2 separate regions of the Sus scrofa genome follow, and region 2 is linked to region 1. A link is a contact called in public Hi-C data. All regions are on one chromosome and are shown on one strand. Each heading gives the region's core, a stretch centred on a gene start, on an enhancer-like site or on the middle of the called end of the contact. The rest is flanking DNA. Distances are from core to core; before and after follow the strand shown.

What was found. Hi-C and Micro-C count contacts between places; a contact is called where the count stands out from the background.
Region 2: a contact with region 1 is called in a Hi-C map of liver, with 4 times the contacts expected there. The contact joins the promoter of CMAS here to the promoter of ST8SIA1 in region 1. A contact is called at or near these places in 2 of 5 promoter capture datasets (fetal liver and liver), 1 of 47 Hi-C or Micro-C datasets (liver) and 1 of 2 datasets of contacts at active chromatin or transcription factors (skeletal muscle).

Annotation. Positions count from the first base shown.
Region 1 is chr5:51,207,749-51,214,008 of Sscrofa11.1, reverse strand. ST8SIA1 (alpha-N-acetylneuraminide alpha-2,8-sialyltransferase) reads right to left here and starts at 2,697. Exons shown (of 6, transcript XM_021092233.1): 1 at 1,781-2,697. The coding sequence starts at 2,016.
Region 2 is chr5:51,456,318-51,462,577 of Sscrofa11.1, reverse strand. CMAS (N-acylneuraminate cytidylyltransferase) reads left to right here and starts at 4,047. Exons shown (of 8, transcript XM_003126433.5): 1 at 4,047-4,419. The coding sequence starts at 4,160.

The sequences.
Region 1 (6,260 bases), core at 1,448-3,947:
TGCCAGCCAAGCACACTGAGAATTAACCCCGGACTACAGATAGCAAGGGGCAAGTGTATCTCGGAAACAACCAGCCTGGGTTTCTCAGATATGAACCATTTTCCACTTGATTCTGTGCTCCAAAAGAAATCTCTTCTCTAACAGAGCTTCATTATTCCTCCTTCTATACAAAAAAAAAAAAAAAGTGGGGAGCTCTTCCATTGCAAACCAATGGGAAGTTCTTAACTCATTTCCTTGTATTACTGGAAATGAAAGTGCTCTCTGTCTTTAGAATTGCTGGATACTCTGCCTTATGGGTGCTTTTGAGTCCAACCATCAATACCATGAAGGTGAGGGAAAATGAGCCCTTATGTACCTTTAAGGGGAGTTGGGGTTATTTTTAAACTTGATAGCAGAATTCTAAAAAAAGAGAGAAGGAAAGTCTCCCCTCCCAGTTTAAAGGAGCATTCAGCTGCCTTCCGCCTGCAAGGATGGACTATTATCTCTTCGCCCTTCTTTCCAGCAGCGGGCCTGAGAAAGAAAGGGAAACCATATGTTTGAAAAGTTTGTGTTTTTAATTTATAGATGTTCTGAACATGGGTAACTAACAGTTGGGAAAATGTTTAAGCTGGCTCTCAGCTGCCCATAGACCACTTGGAAAGAGCCTATGCAGAGCAAAGGAAAGCACTCCATACCCCACCCCCACCCCAGGCAATGGACAATCACAGGAAGAGCCAACCGCAGCATCTTCAGCTGAAGGGACTGAAGGTGAAAGGGGCACGTGACAGAGGGAGGAGCACCAGGGTGTCCCCTCAACGTGACCAGGAAGGCAAAGAGGAAGGGGAAGCAGCCCTGCCTCACCTCCAATCTCACCAGCCAGACCCCTGCTGCCAAGAACTTATTTTTAGACACTTCAGCTGAAATTCCAGAAGGGAAGGGAAACTCCTTTCTGAATCTGAGTGATCCCCAGAGTTCTGATTTCCACCCTGGTTTTCGTTTTTGTGTTTGTTTTCTGATTTCAAGTCCTGGCCTAAACCACATCTCCCAGCTTCCAGAAGGCATCCACAGTCTAAGTCAAGAAAAAGAGCTGGGAGTTTCAGAGCCTTCTGTGACAAAAATTCGAGATCCCATCCTTCAGAGGTGCATGACCTTGGAGAAGTAACTCCTCCTTGTGAAGACTCAGTTTGTGGCTGGTGAGAGGGGGATATACTATCTGTTTTTAGAAAGTTGTCAGAGGCTCCAATAAAAACCACCCAGTGCCTGGCTTTTAGTCAGTAAGTGCCCTGTGTTTGTTATGAGCGCACGGACAAAGCAGCGGGAGCCGGGCTGGGTGTCCATGTTTTCCCTGCCCAAGACTTGCCCATTGACTCCCTCATTACTGATTGATATTACCAATCATTCACCAAACCCTAGGAAGACGCCCGGCACCTGCTCCTAGTTCTCCATAGCTTCAGACGTCAGCAGAGCTCAAGAGATACATTCTCATTAAGTTCAAGGGACAAAGTTAGCCTGGATTCTTCTTCCCATGGGTTACTGGCAAATCGCTGAATACAACTCGGGCTTGGGAAGAAATGCGTACAGACTTTACGTGGCCCAAGCAGGTGTCTGCCCAGCTCCTGGGGTAAGGGCTGGGGAAGGGCCCTTGACTAATGTCTCCAGGCTGGGAACGACAAAGAAAGGGAGTGGGACAAGAAGGGCTGGATGAAAGGGCCTCTGCGAGACGGTCCTCGCCCGTGACCCTGGCCTCGGCGCCCCGGGAGGAAAGGACACGAGCGCGGTGGAGCCGCGAGGGCAGGAGTACCTGAAGACTCTGGCCGCCGTCTCATTCCTCCTCCACGCCGTGCCCTGTTGCAGCACCCCCTGCACGATCTCCTTCTCGTTAGGCAGCCGGTAGACGGGAAAGATGTAGAGCCAACAGAGGACCACGACGCAGAGGGCACTGGCTCCCACAGGCAGCCGGGTCCGCGGGAACTTCCACGCCAGGACGGCCATGGCCCCTCGGGACGTGTGTCGCCGGGCCCGCCCGCAGGGGCTCATCTCAGCCCCGGGGTCCCGGCGGGCGAGAAGGGGAGCCTCAGCACAACGCTAGGCGCAGGGGCAGCGGAGGGTCCCCCCACCGCCGGCCCCCCATGCACACACCTTTCGCTTTCTTGCTGGCACTAGCACGCACGCTCCCTCGGCGCCCACGGCCCCAAAGGTCAGCGCAAAGATTTTTTTTCCAATGCAACTTTTTCAAGGATTTCTTTCTTGGGGGAAGTGACCTGGGAGCAAGTCACGAGCTACAGCCGCGGTCGCTTCCCCTGCAGAAGGCGGGCGCCGAGGTCTCCTAGAGCGCGGCGAGCAGCGGCGCTGAGTCGCTCCCGCGGGTTCTGCAGCATCACCGTCGCCCTCGGCAAGGGTCCGGGAGAAGGTTCGGCTCCCTCTCAGACATTTGGCCCGCGGCGTGCCTTCCTCAACGATGCTCCTGCGCCCTTCGCCGTCTCTCCCCGCCTTCCGCGCTGCTGCGCCGCCAGGCACCCCCCACCCCCCCAAGACGCGCTCCCCGCGCCGCGCCAAGTCCTTGGAAATTTCCACGGCGGTCCGGGACCGCTAGCCCGCCCCGGGCTTCTCCGCCTTGTCCGCCAGGACCCCCACTCCGCACCCCTCCCAGAGAAGAAAAGAACTCGTTCTCATCAGTTAATTCAGCGGCGCGCCGCAGCCTTCCGCTGCGCCCGGGACTTCGCAGACAAACGCCCGGGGATTGGTGGAAATCAAGGTCTCCCCTCCCTCCCCCACCCGCGAAATTGCCTCCTTCGACCCGTTCAGATCCGCGACGCTCGGCTGGCGCGCGCGCCTCTCTCCCGCCCTTGTCTCCCGGAGATAGGGGCAAACAATAAAACAAATAACAGCCCCTCCCTCCCCCGCCCAAATGCATATACACAAATTCTTGAGTATAACCGAGACTGGCTGATAACCTGACCCTCCGACACGCAGCCGGCCGGCGTGCCAGGGCTGTCACCCTGCCGCCGTCACCCTTCGCTCTCTCTAACTGGTTGGTTATTAACCCCGCAGTGAGGCACGAGAAGGCCCGCGGAGATTTATTCCTTCCTGGGCCCCAGCCCCCATTCTCCGGTCCCGAGCCGCGGCTCCAGCGCCACCCGTGCGCGCGCGCGCGCGTGCACACACTCCGACACACGCTCATGGGCCTGCACGCGCGCTCACGGGGAGGTGCGTGCACACAGGGGTCCTCCGTCTCGCCTCCGCCCTGCGGGGAAAGGCGCTGCTGCATCCAGATGTGCAGGCAGCTGGTGCCCAAACGAGCAGACCTCGGGACATGGCAATGCCTTGGAGGAGCGGTCGCCTCCTCTGCCCTTTAGATGTAAAGGCCGTTTGTTCTTCGACGTCTTTCTTGCTCCACCCGCAAGCTCATCGCTGAGCCGACCTTGGAAAAGAGCCGCCCGCCTGGACCGGCGGTGCCCAGGGACTCACAGTTAGCCATTTCTGCTCACCGACGAATAGCTCGGCTACCTCCTAGCGGTCGCTCATTCTATTTGCTTAAGCATCTCGTCAAACGTAAAGTGTGCAGGGACAAAGAAACCAAGCAGCCTACTAACCAGGTCTCCTTCGTTGTCACAAAACCAAAATCTAAGGACACAGCTCCACTTGCTCAAACGACCAGCCTGCACTGTCCCTCGAACCTACCCTGACTGCTCCGTGGCCTGGTACCTCTTTCTCCAGCATCTTTCTCCATTGAGAGATGGAACTTGAGAAGTTGATGGAAAGTTATTTACTAAAAACAGCCCAACGACCACAATAGTCTCATTCCTCACTCTTGGAAGAATTACCCACTGCTTTCCACCGGCAAGCATGCCCCAGAGGTCTCTCCTCTTGGGTAAATCAGGAGAGAAGAGAAAGCGTAAAATCCCAAAGTCACATCTTACCACAGTGGACCCTGATAGAGATTCTTTGAAATGAAGATTACCTGAAGTTCTGCAAAGTGAACATCGCACTCTCTTCTGTTCTTGGAAGGGGGTTGTGGGGGCACCAAGGAAAACTTTGCCATAGTGGCCAGGCTTTGGATAAACCATGTGCCTCCTTTGTTCCTGTAATTTAAATAGAACACAAACTATCCCAGTGTCTCTTCCCTTCCCCTGATCCACGGGATACTTGTGGAGGAAATAACAAATACATAAGACAACAACCAACATGTTGCAGTTATGAAGGGGCTATGTAAATATTTCCCCATTTAACGTCATAAACAATGCAGTAAAATTGTGCTTTAAATAGAGGGACTTTCATGATGCGTTGTGCTGTTTTTCCCTCATTTGAAAACTGATTCTCTTAGTTTGTCGATTCTTGTTCCACCCTACTATCCAACCTCATTCCCCGATTCTCTGTAGCATGAACACTCAATCCAGGCAGACCATTGCTTTTCCCCTTCCAAGTCACACAGGCATCGCTTTTGTCACTGTGTTTTGTGGTCCACGTTCTTCTTGGATGGGATCTCTTTTTGTTCCCTCCGTAGAAATCCAAACAACATCATTCAAGACCAGCCAAGTGGCTAGGAATTTCTCCTTCCTTGCATTCCTAGACCATCTGAAACACAGACTTTGTAGGTAAAAACTCAATAACTATTTCTGGTTCCTGCTCCTGTTCCCTGCTCTGAATGTCTATAGTATTTGCTGGCCCTATATCAGATGATTCAGCCCTGAGATGTGTTGTGTTGTGTTGTGTTGCTAGCATTTTTCATATGCAACTTTGTCTCAGCAAGGGGGTCTCATATATCAAATGACAAACCTGTGCTTATGAGCCAAAGGAGGAGGCCATGCCTGTCTGGGAAGAGCAGGAATAACTGCATTTTACATTTTCTTCATATTCCTCTAGGTACCATCTCAGTCTTGAGCACATACATACTCAGCAAGTAATTATTGCTTGATTGTTTGCTTGATAAATTTGAGGGCCTCAAATTTATTGGGGCTGTTGTTAAGGCAGCACTGTTTAAGGAAAGGTATAACCCCCCATATTTAATGTTTTAAATAAAATATTTTATCTGCTATTTCACTCTCTGGTTTATATGACTTTTAGTAGGTAGTTTAGATATCATTTTACAGTTCTGTATCTGAGTACACAAGCAGGGTTTTCTCTGTAAATGTCCTTTACTAAACTAGTAAACACAATTTACAAAGCCACTTTATACCATAAATAAACTTGATAGGCAAAGCTTTTGTGACATCAGAGTTGTGGTGAAAGCTGGTCTGAGAGGTTGGAATTGAAACTGCAGAGAAAAAAAGAAAAAGAGCCCTTCTCATTGGATAGTTAAGAGAGATCAAGATGCAGAAAGATGATCAGAGTGAATGGGACACAGGCCATTTACAAGCTAACTTGGATGCTAATGATGTGAAGACATATTAATCATCACAGTAGAAGTTTCTCATTAGAAGATTAAATAGAATTGTCAGTGATTTGAGATGTAAAAATTCATAAATATCATCCTTTCTTCAGTCTTCTCTCAAGTTCTTTTTGCAAGAATGATCTTGAATGGAAAGACAAAAACAAAAACATGCCCTTTTCACAACCAGTTACAAGACTGAAGCAAATAGTGTTATAAAGTGAGAAAGACTACGAATACAGCTGATCTGAATAAATGCATTTGCTAATCTCTGCTTCCTCTTGTGACCCCACTAAAAGGACAGTAAAGGAGTAAAAGAGGCATAAACTCAAGAGAACAAGAGAATAGAAAAGGATACATAAGCAGACAAATGATGTCAAAAGTTCACAAGCAGGTAAGCAATTGAACAGTGATAACTAATTTATCATAACGGAGAAAGCTCTGGGCCTTCAAGAGACAAAGTGTGTGTGTGTGTGTGCACATGTGTGCGTGTGCGTGCACACAAATTAGTGAGTATAGACTGAGGCCAACAAAAATCAAGCTAATTTGTACCATGGAGCTATTGAAAGGCTCAGAAATTAGAAGCACCTGGTACCTCTGGAGATGGATGTGATGGATGAAACAAGAGGTTTGCTTGAAAGTCTTCCTCTAATGTGGGTTAACATAAAAAGTTACCTGTCTAGAGAGACTGACCAGCACAAAGGAGAAGACCTACCAATTATGACATATGCAAAGGTCTCCATCCATACAGCTGTATCCCTCACACCCTATAGTGAAGCCCATCAGTAGATAAGCTCAACTCACACAGACCCACTGACCTCTTTGTTAGGCCTCATTCTTAAATAAAATCAGAGAGTCAAGCATCCAGACGTTTGAAGAGTCTTCAACATGAAAACAGAGACAAAAACGAGCC
Region 2 (6,260 bases), core at 2,798-5,297, 250 kb before region 1:
GACTCTCATTTTCATGGGCACTTGAGGACTCACAGAAATATGAAAGGAAAGGGGATTTTACCCAGAGATGGGATTCTTGCCTCACCAGAGACTGACTGATCTCTAGATTCAGATGTTGGTGTGGTTTTATCCCTACCCACCTGCTAGTATGATTCACCAGCATTAAATAAAAATGATAACGGTCTGACCACAGATCCTGCCATCACTCTTGTCTTCCTCTTTCTCTCACATCCCTCATCTGGTGTGACAGCAAATCCTATCAGCTACACTGATAAGAGGCATCCAGAAACCGAGCACTTTCCAGCATCTTGAATGTATTTCCAGTGCCCAGAAAAGTGCCAGACACAGAGTCATCATGCAGTAATGACTCACTGAAAGAATGAAGTGAATGATATCATATCGCTGCTCTTCCAAGCTTCCTTGACAAAGCTTGGTCCATGATGCCTCTATGTGCTTTAATCTGGCCCACATGTCCCCCCCTTTTCTCTCCCTGGGCCACGAACCAACAAGTATCATGCACTCCAATTAGAGTGACCTACTTCTAATTCCTCAGTTTCTTATGATGTTCATTCCTTTCCGCCTTTTCCAACACTGTTCTCTCAGCCTAGAACATCTTACAGTCATGTAAGCATCATTTCAGCCACCTAAAATCTCGCTCTAGCTTAGATACATCTCCCTGTTCTTGCCCACCCCAGCACAAGCACTTCCATCGCAGCACAAACTACACTCAACTGAGATGTGTCTGTCTCTCCATCAGAATGCTAAACTCTGGGTCTTGATTGCCTCGCTTTGATATTTCCAAAGGGTAGCACAAGGCCTGGTTTGTGGAAGGCAATAAGTGTGAGTAAATCAATGAATGAAAGGACTCCTCTGTGTATTGAGTTTGTTCACTTATGGAATCATAATAATACCGGGAGTTCCCTTTGGGGGCAGCAGGTTAAGTATCTGGCATTCTCACTGCAGCAGCTTGGGTTGCTGCTGTGCTGTAGATTTAATCCCTGGCCTGGGAACTTCCACATGCTGCAGGTGCAGCCTAAAACGAAAAAAAAAAAAATTTAAAAAGAGGTAATGCAAGGATATATATTCTTTTCATTATAAATATGAATGAATTATTATTTGGCAGCAATACTTCACATTCATCTTTAAAGGAAGGATGAGTCTGAATATTTGCTTTGAGAGTAACCCAAAGACAAGCTAATGTTTCCTTTCCCTAGCACATTTATCTCTCTTTCTTTAAAATTCTTTATTTATTGTGATATGAACACTTTACATGAGATCTGCCTTCTTAAATTTTTAAGTGTACAATACATTATTGCTGACAATCAGTACAATGTTGAATATCAGATCTCCAGAGTTTATCCACCTTGTGTATCTGAAAAACAGCTTATGCCTGTTGATCACACAGAAGAAAAATATATTCAACACATATACTCTAATTTCATTGAAAAAAAAAAATTCAAACTTCCATGTGCCATACATTGAATTAGAGGAATCACCTTTCAGTTTCACTACCCCTTCCCAGACTTCCTCTCTTTCTTTTTCAAGATTGGGATCTGCACTGTAAAAATACAAATAACACAAAATGCTTTATTATCATAAGACTGCAACTATATACAAAAATCCATGTGAGCAGAGACTGGAAAAGTAACATCAGGCACAGTTCACTGCCATTTACTAAGCAGATACCGTGACCCATAAATTGTTGTTCCGGATTCGATTACAAAGATGGAACAGTCCCTCTCCTGGAGGAATTCATAGTCTCACGGCTTTTATACAAATTGCTAGAATCTCATTTGATAAGAAATAATGGTGATACTTGCTCTGTCCACAGCTCGAAGGACACCAACATGCCAGAGGAATTAAACTACTCAGATATCACTAGCCCACTAGGGTTTGTGGGCCTCTGGGAAATCCCTGTGGAGAATGGCAATGATATTATTATTAGTGGGAACTAGGATTGTTACTGAGATGGAGAGGAGAAAAGAGTTTTTTTGTTTTGTTTTGTGTGTTTGCTTCAGTTTTTTGCTTTTTAGGGCCTCACCCATAACATATGGAAGTTCCCAGGCTAGGGGTCAAACCTTGGCTGCAGCTGTCAGCCAACACCACAGCCACAGCAACGTGGGATCTGAGTCACATCTGCGACCTACACCATAGCTCATGGCAATGCCAGATCCTTAACCCACTGAGCAAAGCCAGGGATCGAACCCACATCCTCATGGATACTAGTTGGGTTCGTAACTCACTGAGCCACAATGGGAACTCCGAGAAAAGAGGTCTTGGTGTGTAAGAAGCAGCGGATGTCCTCCTCACACAGTTATCACATAATCAGTGTTGGTGCTTTTCAAGCTTACAGATTGAAAAGGTCCTATTCAAAGAGCTAGTGTCGGGGCAGGGGAAGGAGGCAAAATGCAAAATGACCCCTTGGCCTCTAGTGCTGGGATGGTTTTTGGGGCCTGGACCCCTTCTTCAGGTGCTGCCTTGATGCCTGTTTACAGTCATCCTTCCCCATATTCAGCATCTTTTCCCAGAACCGGTTCCAGGAAGGGCTGGGCCATCACTACTTCGCAGGCAAGAAGATGAGATATAAAGTTTCCAGTGTCTGTCTAGGATCCAAAACACTAAAAGCTTATTTTATTTCCTTCATAAAGGGCCAAGACCTGTGAAGCACAAAAGCCTTCTGCCATTCCTTAAGAAGGAAAGGCAATAGGCTACCTTTCCTGCTTCTGGATGTATTAGCTTCCACCCAGGACAGACAAGGAGACTCTCTGCTTCCAAAACAGGCTTGCAAAAGTAGTGAAAGATAAAATGCATATTAAGTAGGAGATGCCTTCCTAAAAGAACTATTACAAAAGAGGTGTGTGTGTGTGTGTGTGTGTGTGTGTGTGTGCGTGTGCGCACGCGCCCATGCACACCTTTGAAATTTTCAGCGGGATCAAGAGCTTGAAATGATGTCATAGGACTCCTTCTCTCTTCTCCCTTCATCTCTTGTCCCTAATTTCTTTTGTGTGAACATCAGTCTCCCAGCCAATTTCAGAACAAAACCCCCACCACCAGCCTTTCCTCATCCTGCCCTGAGTTTTCAGGTTTACAGGGTTCTGAGCACCCAAAAATTCAGCAAGAAAAAAAAATCTTTCCTTCCCAGATTGTGGGCTCTGCTTGGTCATAGGCCTGTCCCTCGACCACAACTGTGTCCAGGAAGATGAGACTGACCAACTTGGGTCCCACACCCACTACTACAACGCTGAGGATTTGAAACACCCACCAGGTCAAAGAGGTAAAAATTCCTGAAAGGAAAATATTTCTGGGAGTCCAAAAACAAAAACAAACAACAATAGTTGTCTACTACATTAGAAGGGAATAGTTAAGGTCAGCTTCCTAGTTTTTTCCACTTAGATGGGGAGATACTGTTGATAGAAAATGTCGATGGAAATGTTCACAGAAATGTTAACTAGACCTATTGCAGTGATCATTTTGCAATACATACAAATATCAAATCATTGCATTGTACACCTGCAACTAATATGTTATATGCCAATTATGCCTCAATTTAAAAAAAAAGACAGAAAATGCAGAGGTAGAAGCAGTTTGAGGACACATGGAGAGTTGTTTTTAAAATATTGAATTTAAGGTGACTGGAGGACAATGAGGTAATCTCTTGCAAACAACGAGTCAGGGGCACTGCAGAAAGAGGTACACTTCAAATATAAATTTTAAAGTATAAATTGATTTGTGTTAGGGTTCATCAGGCCCTGCAGGGGGAAACTTACTACAATTCCTAAATGGGGACGCTCTTTAGCAAAAGATCGGTCATCTAGATGCACTATTTTAGAAATCTCCATACAATATCAAGCCCCCCAGAAGATGCAGTGCCTCCCGGTTGTGACTGCCTGTCACTGCCTGACTTGGGTTTGCGGTCGCCCTGGTGGACCCCAGGCAGAGCCTAAAGTGTCTCCAGGACCCCACGAACTACCCGCGGACTACAATCCCCAGCATGCCCCACAAGGGTGAAGGACGTGGCGGTGGGTGGGGCCGGGAACAACCACTCCCACCCCACCCCACCCCCGCGGGTGGCCGGGCGGGGAGATCGGGCGGCGCCGAGCTGAGGCGGCGAGACGAGCTCCCGGATGTGGAGAAGCTGGGGAGAAGGCGTGGGAGGAAGATGGACTCAGTGGAGAAGGGGGCCGCCACCTCTGTCTCCAACCCACGGGGGCGGCCCTCCCGGGGCCGGCCGCCGAAGCTGCAACGCAACTCCCGCGGCGGCCAGGGCCGAGGGGTAGAGAAGCCCCCGCACCTGGCGGCCCTGATCCTGGCCCGGGGCGGCAGCAAGGGCATCCCCCTGAAGAACATTAAGCACCTGGCGGGGGTCCCACTCATTGGCTGGGTCCTGCGTGCGGCCCTGGATTCGGGGGTCTTCCAGAGGTGCGCATGTGCGAAAGTGGGCGGTGCGGCCTGGGAGGGGGTCGCGAGGGGGAGCCGGGCCGCTGGCGGGGCAGTGGCTCGTGGGGCTGTGGCCCATGGAAGGGTTGTGCAAGATTCGGGGTGTCCGGGCCCAGGCTGACAGCCCAGGGAGGAAGGGCTCCAGCTTCTTCCTTGTTCCTTGGCCGCTAATAGCCGTGAACTTGAGACAGTTCCTGTCCCCGCCCTTGAGAATAACATCCGTAAATGAGGAGATTTCCCCTACTCAACCGTTTGCGCCGCCCGATTTGACCTCATTGGGTAAAGGAAAGGAGGCCACCCTTCTGAAACGTCTACGATAATTTGTGAACTCCTTTAAACAGAGGCCATTGGCTTTCCCCTGTTGCTCAGCTCCTGATACCCACTTGGTGCTGATCGATTGAGGAAGCATCAGGTTCATGAATGGAGTGGGGTGTTAAGGCTTTTCCAATTTCCAGCTTAGCTTGGCGATCCTTTCCTGACCTTTGGGAAAAAGCTATCTGCCTGTGAGTCAGCACTATCTAGAACGCTCCCTACATTTGTACCTATGTGAGAGACAGTGGGAAAGCGCACCCCTGGACTGTTGGATGAAATGCTTATAAATGGTTTCATTATACCTTTGGAGCCTCGTTTGCCCTAAGGACAGTTTTAATTGTGCATCATTTAGAGGAATGGCCATATGCCATATTGGTCAGGAGTTACAAGCTGATGTCATTCATAAAAGAAGAGAGAGAGAATTCTGTGCCAAGAATGAATTTACACATGGTAATTTCAGCCTAATTATGATTGAATTTGTTACAGTGGAAAGTAAATTATTTTCACCTTTTGATATTTGGGCTTGGGTTTTTTTAAAGAGATGGCTGGTTTTGGAGTATATTCATTACCCTTATTAACATATGGATAAATGGTTTTCATTTAACCGATTTTGTTTCCAAAGGAGATACCAAAAAAGTTTAAGTTTACTAATTTTCTTAATGTTTTAATCCAAAGATAGTACTGGGTGGTGCAAGGTAAACAGGAGCCAGAGCACAGAAGATAACCCTCATGTAACAGGAAATGTGCAAAGGAGAGATAGGGAAATACTTGGGGATTTGGTTCAGTTCAGTAAACACAGCCCTGTTTTCAGCCATACAACCCCGTCCATCCAAGAGAATACCAGGATGAATGTGACATGGTTCTTGTGAAGTTCTCCGACTTTTTTACCTCTTTACAGAGGATACACACTGAAGGGAAAAAAACGGGGGTGGGGGATGGACCTGGAGAAGGTGCATCCAGGCAACAGCAATGTGGTAAAATCCTGTATTTGTGAAGTGAACTAGAGATCAAAATCGCATTCATAATGGATTGAGAACAGAACTCATTTATGACTTTGGTTGCATAGGTCAGGAAACCCCTTTCAAACTGGCTTAACCAAAAAAGGGTAAGGCTTGTTTGAGATTCAGTCAGATTCAAGGGCAAAAGTGATTCATTTATTTAGCAAATATTTATTGGCTACCTACTACTTAACAGACACTATTTTGTGTCCCTAACCAGGGGTTATAGCAGTCCCTAGGTTCATGGAGCTTGCACTGTAATAGGGAGAGACAGTTACTATGCAAAGAAGTTAATATATTTTGTATCAGATGGTGATACATATTTTTAAGAAAAAGTAAGGGGGTAGTGCACTTGGTCACCATAATCTGCTGTATCTTGGTTCTTCTAGATGGGCTCTCTCCCTGTGTGGTATCAAGGTGGTTGTGCTGAGAACTGCAGAACTTTCCACACATAACAATTCCATTCAACCCCCCTGTGTTCAGCCAAATTCTAGCATGATTTCCAGCAGTTGA